Regions from separate parts of the Mus musculus genome. Here all the other regions are linked to region 3. The links are chromatin contacts, called in public capture Hi-C and promoter capture Hi-C maps. All regions are on one chromosome and are shown on one strand. Each heading gives the region's core, a stretch centred on a gene start, on an enhancer-like site or on the middle of the called end of the contact. The rest is flanking DNA. Distances are from core to core; before and after follow the strand shown. Region 1 holds the start of Glod4 (glyoxalase domain containing 4). Region 2 overlaps Ssh2 (slingshot protein phosphatase 2). Region 3 holds the start of Gosr1 (golgi SNAP receptor complex member 1). Region 4 holds the start of Vps53 (VPS53 GARP complex subunit). Region 5 holds the start of Coro6 (coronin 6). Region 6 holds the start of Gemin4 (gem nuclear organelle associated protein 4).

What was found. Promoter capture Hi-C pulls out the DNA fragments that hold promoters and counts their contacts. Capture Hi-C pulls out chosen DNA fragments and counts their contacts.
Region 1: a contact with region 3 is called in a promoter capture Hi-C map of liver, with 2.8 times the contacts expected there. The contact joins the promoter of Glod4 here to the promoter of Gosr1 in region 3. A contact is called at or near these places in 1 of 39 promoter capture datasets (liver) and 2 of 484 Hi-C or Micro-C datasets (CD4 T cells and liver).
Region 2: a contact with region 3 is called in a promoter capture Hi-C map of the HPC-7 cell line, with 2.8 times the contacts expected there. The contact joins the enhancer-like site here to the promoter of Gosr1 in region 3. A contact is called at or near these places in 5 of 39 promoter capture datasets (the 3T3-L1 cell line, the HPC-7 cell line, hippocampal neurons and 2 more), 1 of 115 datasets of contacts at active chromatin or transcription factors (embryonic stem cells) and 1 of 9 other capture datasets (macrophages).
Region 4: a promoter capture Hi-C map of liver shows a contact between it and region 3, with 2.6 times the contacts expected there. The contact joins the promoter of Vps53 here to the promoter of Gosr1 in region 3. A contact is called at or near these places in 2 of 39 promoter capture datasets (both in liver), 1 of 484 Hi-C or Micro-C datasets (embryonic stem cells), 1 of 115 datasets of contacts at active chromatin or transcription factors (pancreatic cancer cells) and 1 of 9 other capture datasets (adipose tissue).
Region 5: a contact with region 3 is called in a capture Hi-C map of embryonic stem cells, with 3 times the contacts expected there. The contact joins the promoter of Coro6 here to the promoter of Gosr1 in region 3. A contact is called at or near these places in 1 of 39 promoter capture datasets (embryonic stem cells), 3 of 115 datasets of contacts at active chromatin or transcription factors (astrocytes, embryonic stem cells and pancreatic cancer cells) and 1 of 9 other capture datasets (embryonic stem cells).
Region 6: a contact with region 3 is called in a promoter capture Hi-C map of macrophages, with 5 read pairs. The contact joins the promoter of Gemin4 here to the promoter of Gosr1 in region 3. A contact is called at or near these places in 4 of 39 promoter capture datasets (liver, macrophages and pre-B cells).

The regions. Positions count from the first base shown.
Region 1 is chr11:76,242,425-76,245,124 of GRCm38.p6, reverse strand. It overlaps Glod4 (glyoxalase domain containing 4), which reads left to right and starts at 1,426. Exons shown (of 9, transcript NM_026029.3): 1 at 1,426-1,570. The coding sequence starts at 1,481. Mrm3 (mitochondrial rRNA methyltransferase 3) reads right to left here and starts at 1,389. Exons shown (of 4, transcript NM_183263.5): 1 at 1,039-1,389; 2 at 602-846. The coding sequence starts at 1,352.
Region 2 is chr11:77,317,375-77,320,074 of GRCm38.p6, reverse strand. All of the region lies in intron 1 of Ssh2 (slingshot protein phosphatase 2), which reads right to left. Among named protein-coding and RNA genes, the nearest start is that of Gm24989, 74 kb to the right of the region's middle. Within about 2 kb of position 1,439, at least 28 of the 459 cell types and tissues checked have an H3K27ac peak or open chromatin away from gene starts, as enhancers often do. A contact at or near this core is called in the HPC-7 cell line, where this site is marked.
Region 3 is chr11:76,762,106-76,764,842 of GRCm38.p6, reverse strand. It overlaps Gosr1 (golgi SNAP receptor complex member 1), which reads left to right and starts at 1,265. Exons shown (of 9, transcript NM_016810.4): 1 at 1,265-1,323. The coding sequence starts at 1,293.
Region 4 is chr11:76,178,367-76,181,066 of GRCm38.p6, reverse strand. It overlaps Vps53 (VPS53 GARP complex subunit), which reads left to right and starts at 1,429. Exons shown (of 22, transcript NM_026664.4): 1 at 1,429-1,654. The coding sequence starts at 1,568. It also overlaps a transcript of Tlcd3a not described here.
Region 5 is chr11:77,462,615-77,465,314 of GRCm38.p6, reverse strand. Coro6 (coronin 6) reads right to left here and starts at 1,404. Exons shown (of 10, transcript NM_139128.2): 1 at 1,205-1,404. The coding sequence starts at 1,402.
Region 6 is chr11:76,216,163-76,218,862 of GRCm38.p6, reverse strand. It overlaps Gemin4 (gem nuclear organelle associated protein 4), which reads left to right and starts at 1,291. Exons shown (of 2, transcript NM_177367.3): 1 at 1,291-1,385. The coding sequence starts at 1,376. Dbil5 (diazepam binding inhibitor-like 5) reads right to left here and starts at 1,250. Exons shown (of 2, transcript NM_021294.2): 1 at 1,115-1,250; 2 at 198-636. The coding sequence starts at 591. The coding sequence ends at 328.

The DNA of each region.
Region 1 (2,700 bases), core at 177-2,676, 520 kb after region 3:
CGATCCTCACATTGTCTTCTAACCCATGCACGTATACACACAAAATAAAGTTTTGTTTTGAGATAGGGCTTCAATGTTTGCTCTGGCTGTCATGGAACTCACTTTGTAGACCAGGCTGACCTCAAACTCAGAAATCTGCCTGCCTCTGCCTTCCAAATTCTGGAATTTTAAAGGCTTGCATTACTCCTGGCTCATAAAATGTTTTTAACATTCCATAAAACAAACAAACAAACAACAACTGGGCTTTTTTTTTTTTTTTCATGCCTCCTCAGCAGGAAGGAGGTGCAAACAGGAATGTCAGGGGTCGAAGCTATCCATAGCTACATACAGAATGTGAAGCCTGCCTGAACTACAATTGTCAAAAACAAGCAAAAGCCCCACAATTAAGTATGAATGAGAAATTGGTTCAGTTGCCAGTAAAATACCATCAAAACATAGAGGCCTGAGAAGTCCTATTTCTTTTTAGACGTTAGTCAATAAAAATTTAAACTTGATTTAAATAAAATTCGTTACCTTAAGACAAGTATGAACAAGAAAGTCTAGGATACTACACTTGTATGAAATAGAAATCCCAGATATTGGCACACTGTATATCACTGACCCATTATTCCTTGTGGCGTTACTAGGTCTGACCAATCCTTGATGTCCTCAAATTTCACCTTAATGAGGCTGACGTCTTTCAGCTTGTCTACCGGCAACTCCTTGACGTACTCCAGACGGCTAAAAAAGAACGCTTTGGGCACAGCTCCAGCCTTGAGAGCATCTGCAATCAGCCTGCGACCTTCCAGTAGGATCTTCCCTTGCTTTTCCCGAAAAGGCCTGGACTTAACTATTGTCATCACACTGCTGTGGGTGCAAACAGAGAGGGGATGATTATCAACGCTCTTGGCATGGAGGGATACATGAAGTTCTAACAGACACGCACAAGCCTCAAAAGACGACATTTATTTTGCACCGTCGAAACAGTAAGAGCCAGAAGCTTCACAGTGAAGCAAGAAAAGAAACGGGAGCAGATGACAAGTCTCAAAAACATATCACCTTAGCCTCCTGTCCCCGGGAAAGGCCTTATCGTAGCGAAGCCCTGCCTCTTCCCAGGTGTGAGGGGTCTGGGATGGGGATGTCTCAAGAGGCTGTTTCTGTCGCTGTCCCTGGGAACTGGCCTTAGGGACCGCCTTGCGAGGCTGCTGGTCAGGAGCGCGCTTCCGTTCCTCCACCTGTCCCGAGGGAGACAACACTCTCACCGGGCTACGCCGCAGCGCCCGGACCCAGCGCCGAGCGTTGAGGTCCCGAGTCTGGACCACCCGCAGCAATGATCCCAGGGAGCACCACATGCCCTTCGCCGGCGCTGCCATCTTTCCCCTGGCGCGCGCTACCTCACCCGAGCGCGCGGTCGAGTGTTAGTGACGTCACCCGACGATCCTTCCCGGTTTGGTGGGCGGGGTGTCCCTCTGCCTGGAACTCGGTTTTCGTGTTGGGAGCCATGGCCACTCGTCGAGCTCTGCACTTCGTTTTCAAAGTGAAGAACCGCTTCCAGACAGTGCATTTCTTTCGAGATGTCCTGGGGATGCAGGTGCAGACCGGGACCGAGCGGGGCTAGCGCGAGACCCCGATGGGCGGCCGGGCCGCACCAGGGGAGGGAAGACGCCGTGGGCGCGCGGCCACCCCAGCCGCCAGGCCCTAGACTCCGCGTTGCCACGCCGGTGTTTTCAGCTTTTGCGAGCCCCCCTCTTTCGGGTTGGGAAGCCTTTGAAAGGGGACTCACCTACCAGCTGTGTTGTCTACGCACGTTCACCTACAGCCCTTCTCAAATATTTTTTACACTCCTGGCTTGGGGAGCCTGCTGTCTATAGTGAAGGAGCGTTGATAGGCAAAACGTTATTTTAAAAAGCCCCTTCCAGTTCACGACAGAGCGGTCTCCTGGTTTGAAAGGTTTGGGTGTGATCAGCAAATTTCGGCTTCCATCAGAGCTGCGGATTTGAAATTTAGGCTCTGGGAGGGGGACCCATGGCTTTGCGCATGCTAAACAAGCACTCCGCCATCGGATTCCGCGAACAAGCCCTGTCCGAGCAAGTTTGAACGGTCTCTTTCGTAGGTGCTCATGATCTGTGGCTCTGTTCTAAACAGCCCAGATGTAAGTATGAGGTCAGAATCAAGTCGCCTTCCTAGTACCTGGAAACAGTCTGAGAAGCTGTGATTCTAAGGGGGTCACTTAGCTGAAAGTGTAGCGGAAAGGTTTATTGAGCTCTTTGGTAAGCCAGGGAGGTAGGAGCACACCAGTGCAGAATTTATTTATTTATTTTTAACAGACTTGTAGCAGTCCAAGTCTAGCTGGGTGTAGAGATGGTACAGGAGGTAAGGACTGTAAAGGAAGTTGCACAAATCAGTCAACACAGGTTAGTCATAAAAATATCTGCTGTGTAGGGGCTGGAGACATGGCTCAACTTTTAAGAATGATTGCTCTTCTTCCAGAGGGTGTAAGATGGGTTCCAGGTGTTGGATGGCTCACAACCATCTGTAACTACAACTCCCAGGGAATCTGACCTGTGGCAGGCAGGCAGATAGACACACACACACACACACACACACACTCCTGGTGTTTGAAGGTACCATGGTAAGGTTAGGTATAGACTAAATGACTCTGGCATTTGTTCCCAATTAGAGCACATGATGTAGGAAATATTAGATTTATACCTACCAGTC
Region 2 (2,700 bases), core at 190-2,689, 560 kb before region 3:
TCTGCCTCCCAAGTGCTGGGATTAAAGGTGTTACCACCACCACTGCCCAGCTCAAAGTTGGTTTCAAATGCCAGACATTAATGCTATTTCTTCTATCACCTGGAAATATCTGTTTCCCTCCAATTCTATCTTTACTCTAGCACCATCCAGTTCTGTTTCTAGGTTATGAGTGGGTTCTTCATTTATCTTTCACCATTAAACTGTAAGGTTTTTTTTTGTTTGTTTGATTTGTTTTGTTTTGTTTTAGTTCAAGAACCATGCCTAATCCCACCTGTCATCACAGTGCCCTAGGTACAAGATGGGACTAGAGGAAGAGGCAAAATCAAGTGGCTGTAGTGATTAACTAGTGAGATTTCTTATAGGCAAACACTTAAAACCAACTGGTTATACATTTCCAGCAAGTATGGACTATGTATTTGCAACCTGTTAGCTTTAACAAGTTTGAAGAACTTTGTTGTGTTGCTTGTTTTTTCAGGAGGTGATTTGGGCCCTAAGGCTTTCCTTTTGGCTAAGCAAACAATTTACTTGTTTTTATTTCTGTATGCATACATTCAATATCAACTCACCAATGTCTTATTTTCTAGCCAGTAAATAAGACTGATCCTTATCCTTGGATATTTCACATTGTAACTCAAGGAGAAAGTTCTATTAAAAATGTTAATTGCCTCACTTGGACCAAAGCAAAGTTGGACAGTATAGCATAGAAGCATCAGAGGAAGAAATAACTCTAGGATTGGAAAGTGTTTTAGCTAAGTTAACTTTTACGTTGGGCTTGAACTAGAAAGTTTTGTCAAGTAGTAAAAGCAGACTTATTTCAGGCAGAGGCACAAAGAACCGAAAATGTTACAGGCTATCTGATCACACTGTGTATCTCAAGATTGTGTTATTTACTGAAGGAAAAAAAAAAAAAAAAGACCTGTTTCTAGTCATGATATGGCTCAGCATTAGCACACAACTTTAATTTGTCTGGCAGGAATACAGACTTACCCTGAATCCCAAACAATGAAGATAAATTTAGTTTGTAGAAAGAAGCACCCATGTTTGAAAGTGATATCTAATTGGTGGCAAACAAAGTGATGAATCAGAGAAATATTTGACAGAATAGGATCTGCCCAACTCTCAAAGGAGAGAGGAAAGGGAAGCTACTTAAGTGTGCAGTGCAGAGAGAGAGGAAGTAGAAAGGAGGCAGTTTTACCAGGACAGTTATAAAGAGAGGTTTCAGAGAGGGAACATGGTAGACACAGGTGAAGACAGAACAAACCAGAGAATAAGGAGCCAAAAGATCAGAATATACTGCCAAAGTTTGTATTATACAAAACAGAGCAATTTAGGAGAAGCTGAGAGAAGCCAGATTGAATCAATTAATGTAAAGCCAAGTTTTGAGCCAGGAACAGCTGAGTTGACTAGCCAGCCAGAGTTCAGAAAGACCTAGAAAGGGTGAGCTTATTTAGCAGTGACAACATTCTAGGCTTAGATAAGATTCTATAGAGGCTAGAGGCTTCTAGGACTAGGCCTAGGTTAGCAGAAAAAGGCAGTAAAAATAAGAGATGACAATTACTATAGGAGAATAAAAGTTACTTTTACAAGAATAAGTGGAAACAAGTTTCACATTTGAGGAGCATTGAGTAGTTGTGCATTGCTGGAACAAAGGTAGAATTGGGGGTTAAAGCTATCAAGTAGTCTTACTGTTATGGTTCCACAATGCTAGGTATCCTACCATGACAGCTCTATAGCCAGGAAACTGGATTATCCATTAACTAGATATGGTAGATATAATTTATCAGTTTTCTCTGCCCTTGGCAATAAACTAATAATGGGGGGGGGCTAGGGGGTGTCAGGAAAAAAATCAATAGTGGCCTTTTAAGAGGAAGTGTGCACTTTGGAACTAAAGATAGTGCTGTGCTTCTGGTCTGTGGAAGCAGGAGGATGTAAAGGCACTGTGACAACTCTACTGGTTGTCACCATGGCTGGATTTAAAGGTGTCTAGAACTGGTGAAAGGCATCTGAGTGAATGTGGAGATGTGTACAGAGAGGACTAACATGTGAGAGCAAGTAGGGAGTGGGGAGATCCACTCTTAAGTGTGGACGGTCCCTCCCAAATGGCATCCCAGTTGAAAAAGGAAGAAGCCAGAGGAAAGCAGCAAATGCTTGCCCCGGCTCATTTCTATTTGAATGATTCATCTATATTTGCTGCCATCTACTGACAACAAACTCCATTGTCTTCAGTCATTCCTTATAGACCAGTGGCTCTCCAGGGAGCTCTCAGGCTTTCTGCACTAGATTGGAACTGCTAACACGTCCCATCTACTGTTTTGAGAACTTGGTCCTGTGTGCTGTGTTGCACCAGAGAATATACGTCTATGAACATGCTTTGTGTGTGTGTGTGAATTCGGTTGGTTCTGTATCTCTAGAAAACTCTGCTTAATACAGGTACCATTCCTAGTGTTTGGATTACTTGTTAAGAGAAAGCTTAGCCTATTTCCTAGGAGCAAAGAAAATGGAGGTGAAACCAGTTGCATAGATTATTAATTGGTTTGTAACAAATGAATCCCAGGAGCACTTAGCTGGGTGTTCACTCAATACTTATTATTCACTCAGTGCTGTTGTACAGCGAATACATGAAGATCCAAGCAGCTTCAGTCTCACAACTGTTGTTTTGACCTGGATGGCTGTAAAACTGAAGGTACATTGCAGTGCCTA
Region 3 (2,737 bases), core at 16-2,515:
ACCCACAAAAAGGGTTCCAGGAAGAACGGCTTCTCTTAGGTAAGATGTCCAATGAACCATTCCCACCGTGGGCATCTTTATGTCAGGAAGGTCAGAGGGAATGATCAGCTGTGATCAAGGACACGGTGTGTTAACTCAGATACTCTCCTTCTGTCCTCCCGGACCTGGTATTTTTTACTCTTTGGGCCATTTTGCTACACTATTGCTTTCTCACAGAGCCAGCCAGGTAGCCCATCCCCAGCCAGGGGGTCTCTGGGACAATTTACAAGAAATATGCTTGGGTATTAAGTATGTGTGTGACTGGGGCACGGGGTGACAACCCTATGTCCACAACCAGCTTTTCAATGGACTTAAACAACACATAACAATTTATTACTATAATGCATATTATACTCAGCCAGTAAATTGCTTGGCATGCATGCATTAGGATGTGAGTTCAGATCCCTAGGACAAACATGAAAAGGCCAGGCGTGTCATCATATGTCTGTAATCCCAGCACTGGGAAAGCCAAAACTGGGGCTGGATAGCCAGCTAGTCTAACGACATCAGTGAGCTTCAGGCTGTGGGCACATGGAAGCTGTTAGCAAGGGACAGAGGACTGATGCTCTGCTGTAGACATAGGGAAGTCAACCAGGGAAGGAACTTTACATACTGGACAGTGGAAGATGGGCAGGAAAAGAACCACTGGCTCTGAGAAAGGAAAATGCTGATTGAAGGTACTTTTTCTTTTTCTTTTTCTTTTTCTTCTTGAGACATTTATCCCCACCTAGCCTTGAACTCTCTATGTAGCTGAGGATGACCTTGAACTTCTGGTCTTTTTATCCCCACATTCTGAGTACTAGGATTAAAGGCATATACTACCATGTTCTGTTTATGGAATGCTGGGGGTCGAACCCAGACCCTCTTACATTCAGGCAAGGCACCTGCCCCATTAAGCTTGACACCACCACCACCACCCCCCCACCTCCGGTCCCAAGACATCCTATTTAAGGGGAGATAATGGAAATTGTGTCTCTCCTCTAAGTCACCCGCTGAAAAGAACAATCCGAGATGAAGAAATTGAAGACTGAAGACTGAAAAGATGTGGTATGAACACCCAGAACAGCTAAACGACGCTTTCAAACGAGCTACTTAAAGCTGTAAAATAACGAATTGTCCACCAGGTGGCAGTGTCTAAGGAGGCTAGCGTATCCCATCAGCCTCGGCGCTCGGGGGTGGAAGAAGGCGTGGAGGTGACTCTCTGGCCTTCAAGGCCTCTACTCGCCTGTCCCGACTGACGTTGGGCAACAAAGATGGCGGCAGGAACCAGCAATTACTGGGAAGGTGAGGGCAAGGCCTCGGAGTGGGTTCCACCGGGTGCAGAGTGAACTTAATGAGGCTGGATCTTGAGGGAGGCAGCAGAGGGAAGAGCCAGGCTACGGAATGAGCCACACTTTGGGATGAGGTTGTCCAAGAGGAGCCCTGGGCCTGGGAACTTGGGGAAGGAGCTGGGGCGGAGTGAGCCGGACCTGGGAAGGGGTTGGGTCCGGGAGTGGAGGGAGCCGGGATGGAGAGGAAGAGGCGCCTGAGGCTCCAGATGGAAGTGTGTGAGGGGTAGTGAGGCTCTCCGGATGGGGCTGCGGGGACGAGCTCTTGGGAGGAGGGTGTTGAGCAACAATATCCAGAGCCCGGAAGACGAGCAGTCAGAACCTTGGAGTTGAGGTCACTGTCAGACAACTAGGAGTGAGGAGGGACTTGTCAGCGCCAGCCTTGCAGGGATATTTTAGTGGATGGTCGTCTCCTCCTGGACCCCAACTGGCAATTTGAGATTGAGACTTTAATGACGACTGGGTGACAGAATACTGAAAATAACTGTACCTTCTTCCCTGGACTCCAAGATCGGTTTTGTTAAAAATGATAGCAAAAAAAGGTTCTAATGAATACGTTTGCTGTTCGTCTCCCGCCAGGAAAACCTTCAGTTGTGCTTATTTAATTCCTGAAAGTCTGGTCCACTCAAGTGAGGTCACACAAAACCTTCCTAGTCCACAGTGATCCACAGAGATCAGAAATGGCCCACTTTGTTTCATTTAACCTTTTGCTTATTTAGTTTTTAAGCCTATTTCCTCTTTTTGTCCCATGAAGCCCCTGGGAAATATGGTATTGTCACCATCAGCCAGTAGATCTAAGGGACTGAATTTTATGTTCTGTCATGTTTTCAAAATACATTCTACTTTATGCTTTTCATTAGACTAAATAGATAAATAGAATTACAGAGAAACATGCCTATAGTTTAAAATGTGTATTTAAAATGCCCTTTGGAAATACTTGTCGTAGCTAGAATTTCTTTTTAAACTATGTAGATAGGAGTAGCTGCTATGATAGTCATTATTGATAGTCATTAGGCTGTGGGTTTTTGAAACACTATACTGTAATAATTAAAGCAATTAATATATTGACAATATATCTTTGTACCAGATGCTTTAAGCATGTATAGAAAAACTGAAAGCTTGAGGTTTTTAAATGAACTGGATCATCAGTAAATCTCAAAGACAATAGGTGGCTGAGCTGACGTTAGGAGTGGGATTTGGTCTCTGGGTAGATACACTCCACCATATAATTCTGCTTCCTGCCTTGGATTGCAAAATATAATGACACAGTGTCTTGATATTCTTTAGTCCTGAGACATTCTTACATTATTCCTTCCTGTGTTTACTCCTTTCATTTGAATTTCACCATGAACACACACACACACATACAC
Region 4 (2,700 bases), core at 180-2,679, 580 kb after region 3:
AAAAAAAGTACCATATGTTGATTGTAGATGTGTGGGAAAATAAAGAAAAAATATATTTCCCTGTCATTTGCTTTTGGTTGAGACAGTACATTTTCCTTATCCACCTACTCTTCACCTTCCAAGTGTTGGGATTATAGGCTTGTACCATCACACCCAGCCAATTTTGCTCTCAGAAATAAATATTCTGCTTTCTGAAATACACTGTGCATATATCGCTATGTCATTAAATAATTGTCAAAATAATACTTTTATGAGTCAATAATATATGTGTGGAGGTTAGAGGGTAACTTGTGGAAGTTAGAACTCTCTTATCAACATGTGGGTTCGATGGATGAATTCAAGCATCAGGCTTGAGGGCAAATGCTCTACTGGCTGAGCCATCTTGATGTCTCTCACAGTCCTCCTGCAATTATATTTTAAAGCATTCTTTTGTTGCTGTTGCTAAAACTTATACTACTCACACATTTTTGGGGGGCAAACTAAAACAACAATAAAATTCCATTCCTAAAACTATAATGTTTTTTAAAAACTAAAAAAAAAAAAGCAAATTATATTATTCCTGAAGCAATTTTTATAAAACTATATGTACGGAAAAAAAAAAAAAAGTTCAGCAGGGCCAGATACTCCTCTGTCGAGGTTTTCACAATGTTGAACTGGTAAGGCAACCCTTCCCTTGGCTGCAATTCCATCATTGTTCCAGTGCCTGCTGGAAAAGCGGTTCCACAGGGCTATCTGGCTCCTCTTTTTGTAATGTACGCGGCTAAACACCCTAACATTTCCTGTACTACCTGCCTAAGTTTGCATAATACTTCCATATTTAATGTCACCCCATCTAACGTAGTGTAAGCAGGGCAGATGGGAATACTTTGTTCAAGATCATAAGGTTATCAAGGGTGTAAATAAGGATGTACAGCCCGGACATTCGGTCTCAAAAACCAAACACTTCCCAGCGTTGGGTCGCTTTTCTCCTTACTCCCCACCCTAGCGAGGAGGCTTCAGACAATTCTGCCCAGTAGATCCTTATCTAAGGAGCAGAAGCTCTCCCAAACCTCAAATGTCTTTGGCAACACTGCCACTTACCAGCTGGGGTCATTTCACTCCCGATGGCAGGGGGACACAGACTGCCCTAGACCAAGGGGATCCAGCGAGCGGGTTGCACGTTGGCTTCATGGCCAGCGGGGCTTATTGCCCATCCATTGGGACACTGCCGTGGCTACCGCTCTCTGGGGCGCCCGGGCGACACTACGGCGCTGGTGGGGGATGCGCCCTGGGCGAAGAAGAGAGGGCTTTCAATCTTAAGAACCCGCCGCGTGCGAACAGGGAACTTGAGGTTAAGGGTTGTCTGGAGATTTTCCAGGGACTTGACAGCCATGCCTGCGGAAGTCAGTCCTCCGCTATCCCAGAGTCCCCCGGTTCCCGGAAGTGCCCAGTTCTCCGGAAGTGCCAGGCTAGCCGAGTAAGTAGCGGCTCCCTCGAGCCCCGTACCTGGAGGCTTGCTCTTCTGGGGTCCTGGTGACAGACAGGTCGCGAGCAGGATTGGAGAGGGCGTCGGGGGCTGAGCGGCGGGATGATGGAGGAGGAGGAACTGGAGTTTGTGGAGGAGCTGGAGGCTGTGCTGCAGCTCACGCCAGAGGTGCAACTCGCCATCGAGCAGGTGAGCGCTCCACCCCCTCGGGAGGAAGCTGCGGTGGAAGGGGCAGCTCTAGGCCAGGGTCGAATCTCCCCTGCTAGGCTGGAAAGGTGGCGGTTCTTATGCTGAGCGGAAGTCTGGATGGTGGTAAAGGTGGGGATGGGTTTTTCAGCCTGGGGACCGAACACGTCTTCTCTAGGCTCTGTGTTTCCGAGGTTGTTACGCCCTGCTGAGTTTGGGCCGAGCTGTCCTCTTTGACAGGATAAACCTAGAGGGAGCCCCGTGACTAGAGAATTCGGATTATGGTTGATTTTAAGACTCTATTCATTTTCCAGCTAGTGCGGCTTCTTCCATTTCTCTGGTTAAACTCTTGGAGTGGTTTGGAATTGGCAGTGGGATACTTCCATTGCGGAAACGAATGACAGAATAGGGTTGTGGGGCGGCATACTGGAAAATGACCCTTGTGCTGGTGTGCGCGTGCGCGCGCACTTGACACTCGCTGGAGTCATCTGGGAAAAGGAAGCCTCAGTTGAGAATTGCTTCCATCAGATTGGCCCACGGGCAATCTGTGGGGGCATTTTCTTGGTTGATGCTGTAGAATGGCCCAGCCCACTGTGGGAGGTACCACCCCTGGGCAGCAGGTTCTGGATTGTATAGAAAAGCAAGCTGAGCAAGCCATGGAAAGCAAGCCAGTAAGTAACATTCCTTCGTGATTTCTGCTCCATTTCCTGGCTTGGCTTCACCTGATGACGACATACTATAACCTGTAATCCAAATAAATTATTTACTTTACAAGTTGTTTTTGGTCATGCTGTGTTATCACAGCAATGTAAAGCAAACTAAGACAAATCTGTACCATAACTAAAAGACTGAGGGCTAGTGAGATAGTTCAGTGGGTAAAGGCACTGTGCCACCAAGCCTGCTGACCTGAGTCTCTTCCCCAGGATCCTCAAAATAGAGGGAGAAAACTACTCCTGGACAAAACACACATACACATGCACACGTCTCCCCAACCTCTGGTCTACAAAGTGAGTTCCAGGACAGCCAGGGATACACAGAGAAACCTGTCT
Region 5 (2,700 bases), core at 155-2,654, 700 kb before region 3:
CCACAGCAGGACACGGAACCCAGACTCAAGTTAAGGTCTCATTATGTTGATTAGCCTAGGCTGATCTTGCCTCGGTCTTCCCAGTGCTGGGCTCATGGGCGTGAACCCACATGCCCTGTGAGGAGGATGTGCTTGAACCTGTCCCCCAAGTTGGAGGACCTTTGGCAAGCCCCTGGAGAGAGAGGTCTGAGTGAGTGACTCTGACGGCAGTGGCTTAGCCCCTGGGGCAGACCTCTCCCTTGGTTTCACCTTGGAGTCATAGGCAGCACGCAGTCTTGGTGCTGAGTGTCCCTTACCAGGGGCTGGCACTCGTCTTTCTTTTTGTCTTCATGAGTAAGTTGTGGGAGCTCTGAAGACTCTGCAGGGGTTGGCATTGGCCCAAAGCACATAGTCTGGGAGAGAGGGTGACTAAATGCCATTGACATGGCAGTCACACTGGGGGAGGAGGTGGCTCGGGCTGAAATGTGAGCCCTTGGGATGCTGTCTCTGGATGGTGTCTGCATTGTCCAGCGTGAGTCATAGGCTATTGTCAGGCCTGTCCTGACCCCACCACTTGTGAGGTCTTCTTTAGCAAGGTATAGGGCTCAGTATCTAGGTCAAGGTTATGCTTTGGGGTATCTCTCCTGGGGTACAGATGGCTACGTGTCTGCAAAGGTGGCAGTCAGTGCCTGGCCCTTTCCCTCATGTGCAGGGGAGGGAAGGCTCTGACTATTGTAACTTCTCTTTTTAGTTTCATCCCACTCCCAGGATCAGAGTCTGAACACCTCTCTCTCTCTCTCTCTCTCTCTCTCTCTCTCTCTCTCTCTCTCTCTCTCTCTCTGTATCTCTGTCTCTCTCTGTTTCTGTGTGTGTCTGTGTGTCTCTCTCCATCTCTCTGACTCTGCCTTTCTCTGACACTAGGTAAAGATAAGGTTAGAGTCTGACTGGACCTTGGTCTGCTGTATCCCAACCATCTCCATCACTAACACCCATCTTGGTTTCTGCTAGGAACACAGTGCTCTGTGGCCTAGAGATCGGGCGCACAGGTCACGCTGATGTTGCTGTTCTCCACCATTCTTTGTGGGTTTGGCAAAGACAGAGTACCCAGTCCACACAGACTGCCCTTCTGGAGGCCTGGACTTCAGTGAGAAAAGGCTAGTGTGGGATATATCCCAGAGACCCTAGCCAGTGCCCTCCCAATTGCTTTCTTCCCCTCACCCCTCACCTTGGCCAGAGGCAGGACAATGAAGGCACCTCCACCTCCAGCCTCCACAATAATGGCTAGAAATTTGGGGTTGACGGCACAGAAGGCGCTGTCCCATGTGACCTTGGATACCCGGATGTCCTCATAGGCCTGGTCAGCCTTTGCTGCCTGACCAAACACGTGGCGGAACTTGCTCTGCCGAACAACACGCCGGCTCATGGCTGGGGCAAAGATAGGGAGTATCAGAGTCTAGAGGCACGTTGGTCCTTAATCCTGCGAGCTGTGGAAGGGAGGAGTGAGTGAGTAGGATTATCTGGCCAGGATCTTCAAAGTGACCAAAGTTGGAGGCTGGTTTTTGACATCTGTCTCATGTTGTTTAATATGAGGGACAAGGATGGGGAATCTCACCGCTTCTTAGACACACAGGCTAGCCGGGATAGCAGAGGCTGACACAGGGCTGAAACTTCCTCCAAGACCTAATGTTTTGAGGAGGAATATCAGGGGGTCCCCTCATGCTGCTAGTCATGTATGAGACCTCTTTGCAAGTGTTTGTCTCTCTGAAAGGCTCCCCACCCAACACCTTCTCTTTTAGTCAGTGGACCGTAGCTCAAGGCTAGGTAGGACTGCAGCCCTCAAGATCCCATATTCACATCGCTGAGTTCAAGCCGGTGTGTCTTTTTCTACAGCTTGGCCAAGAGAAGAGGTCCTTTTGTTAGCCCTGCTTCCTACTCTTTTTAAAAGATTCCTCCGGTGGTGTGGGGTATGTGGGAGTAGGGCGATCTTCCTTCTGTCTATTTCCCCATGCACTGATTTCTCCGGATGGGGTGGGGTGGGGGAGTCCTGGCTATGGTCATCTGACACAAATATCATACTTTGGTCCAGCCTCTTGGGTGCGATGCCTGGGCTGGCTAGTCCGTTCTCTTGAGGGTGGGGGCCCTCGACCCCACCTGCAAGGACCAGATGTGCAACCAGGGAGGAGGTGAGGTCCTCTTTCTGGTTCTACGACTTCGGCTTCTGGAGCTAGGAGCTTAGCAATGCTTGCTACTTTTCCCAAGGGGACACAGCAGGTTCTCCCAAAGGCCAACTGCTTCCTGCCCCTCCCCTGCCCGGGCATCCTTGTGCCCTTCAAACCACTTCTGTAGCCCCAGGCCTGAAGGCCGGCCTACTCGCCCCCTCCTCCAGCCTCCTGCCCCGGCAGTGCGTTCCTGTGAGACTAGGTGTCTCCTCGCCAGCCGCTGTCCGGCCAAATATAGACACCAAGTCCGCCCTGACGAACTGAATTTAGCGGCGGGGGGGGGGGGGGGCGCAGACCTCTGCCCCCTCCAGAGACCCCGCCCGCGCCGTTGGCTGCGGTGGCGGAGGCAGGGAGGGGGGTACCTGGTCCTAAGCCGGGCGGGGGTGCTCACGCTGCGACTCCTCTGCGGAGCGGGCCGGGGTATGCGAAGGGCCGAGGAGGCGGCGTCCGTGCGTCCGGGCCAGGGTGTTCCGGCCGCTGCCTGCGGCTCTCGGCTGCGGGC
Region 6 (2,700 bases), core at 42-2,541, 550 kb after region 3:
TAGCATGATTCACCCCACCTCTTTGCTCTTCTGCCAAATATCCACACACATTGTGGAACTGGGAAGACTATTAATGCCAGTCAGACCACAGAAAGGCAGATTAATGGAGTTTCACCCAGCAGAGAGAGGCTTCTACACATCTAAATACTTCTCCAGGACCCTCAAAGTTTCTCTTTTGCCACAGACTCCACTCTCATGCAGTTTGAATGATTTATTGGTGTTTCTGCTAACGCTGCTACCCTTTCAGTGTGTTTCAGCCATCAGGAATCTTAAACCCGTCCCCTACCAGTGGAGCCATGCTACTTCCTTGTGTCTGCCAAAATGCTCTTAGCATGGCTCCTTTTTCTTCAGCTCTTCCACTTTAGCAATGTAGATCCTCATGGCATCCATCTTGGACATCCCTTTGTTTACCATCCAGGCCTCATATTTGGCCTTTGCTCTCACATCTGTGGCAGGAGGGACAGGGATGTTACAGTCGCCCTGGGTGGCCTGTTTGTAAAAGCTGTACACCAGCAGTTTCTCCTGATCACTCACAGGCCCCTTCAGCTGCTTGAGTGAAGCACAGGCCATTTCAAACTCCACTTGGCTCATTGGTATACCAGAGGCAATGCTTCTGTTTTTAAGTGATGCGGGGTACTAGAAGAAAGTTGGAAATAAGCAAACCATGTTATTGTTAGGCCTTGGAAAGAAGGGGTAAAGAGATAATGTGTGGGATGAACACGGGGCGTTTGTGTGTTTAATAACGTACAAATCGAGGACCAGGAATCCATTCAATTGCTCCTGCCCCGCAGAGCTTTTTCCAGTGTGACTGCCCTTCAAAGTTATAAAAGCACCTATGAGCTCTGAAAGTTGACTCTGCTGTTGCCTATAGGAGATAGTGCAGCATGAAAAGCAAGCATATAGGGAGTTTTGTGTGTCTTGGGGGGGGGGGGGATGAATCCCGTGGATCCGCTGCTGGTTAGTACACAGCTGAAGGAAAGTTATTCCATGTGGGTGAATCCGGGGCGAGAGCTGCCCGGGGTTCCTGAGTGAGGGTGAATGAGGGGTCTGGACTAAGGGGTTCGACCTCCTTGCCTGAAGGGGTCAGGTTCCACATGGAGACAGCCAACAGTACCTGTGGTTAAGAAGGCTGGGAAGCCTAGGCCGAGAGGGGGCGCTGTGGCTAGGGTGGCTTCGACGCTGCGAGCTTGTTGGAGAGGAGTACGCGTGCGCCTTGAACGGCAGCGGCTAGCAGACTACAGCACGGAAGCGGAGAAGCGCTGTGGGCGGAGCCTGTGACGCGCCTGTAGCGCCGCCCTTTGTGCCGTGGCGCGGGCAACGCGTTCGCGGCCTTGGACTAGGAGGGGCGGTCTAGCCCGCCGCCAGCGTCGCCGCCATGGACCTAGGTGGGTTCCCACTTCCCTACTCCGGCCCCTGGGCCGCACCCCCCCAAAGCACCTCCTGGGCAGGCTGAGGCTCTGCACTGCTCCTACGGTGCTCGGGAGGCTGGGGGCTTGAGGAGTTTTGGGGGACCCGCAGTCGCGAGGCCGGCCTCCATCCTGTAGCCCCACCACATGACGGTCTCCTAGAGTCCTCCTCCGTCCTTCGTAGTGTCTTCCCAGTGGGAAACCGGGAGCGAATATAGCCTTGATTCTCCTGGAAATGCTCAGGGCTACTGCACGTGTTTCGGAAATGCCGGGCTGGGAGGGACGGACGTCCGGAGAGTTCTTCGTTATTAAATGACTGCCGAGTTAGTGAACATGTTTCTTATTAGGTCGCCTAGTGCATAAAGCAAAAATACTGATACTGTCTTTCTCCCAGAGGCTTGGCGTTTTCTTTGCGACCACGTGCATAACAGGACCCCATTCGTTGACTCACGCAAAGCGACCACCCCACCCCCACCCCTCTCTTGTGAGCAGGAGTTGCGCAGCCTGAGATTTCACTTTTTGAATCCGAATTCGAGTGCTGCTTGGTTTGGAGTATCCTCCTAGGCGAGGTCTGGAAGTAAGGCGGAGTTGATAGAAATCTGTGGCCATCTGCCAACCCTCTCCACCCTGCTAGGTGTGCTCTTTAGAGGGTAAGACTAGGAGGCCGTCCTGGGAAGTACTCCAAGATTTGCAAATAATACGCTGTGGAGAAATGTCTTTGTCCCTAGCCAGCTCTTTAGTGTGGAATGGTAGTTTCGTGCCCTGCAGCTGTGAAGAGTGCTGCCAAGGCTTGACTCCCTAGTTGAGACACCTTGCAAAGTTGTGCCTGGGCCTCTAGCTTCCCATCTCCAAAACAGGAGTTATAATCCTCAAGAAGTTAGTTTGACGATTACATGATTTTTATAGGTGTCAAGCTGGGTGTGGTAGCTTATGTCTAACTAGCACTCTGGAAGCAGAGGCAGGAGGATCTCAAAATTCTAGGCCGACCTGGTCTGTATAGTTTCAAGCCAGTTCCAGCTATATAACAAGAGCCTATCTCAGAAAAAAATACAAGTATGCCACCCAGCACAGTGCCTACCAAAGTAACCAGTCACTTCCTAGCACCAGCTACTGATTTAAAAAAAAAAAAAAAAAAAAAAGCCTTTGAGTTTCCCCTGGCTATGAGCTGAGTCTGGGACTTTTCTCAAGCCACATGTACACAGTCTCTGAAAGGCACATGTTTGGCCGCAGACATTTGCTCTGCTAAGCCGATGTCTAATGCAATAAAATGTCATTTACAGTTATAAGGAAATGT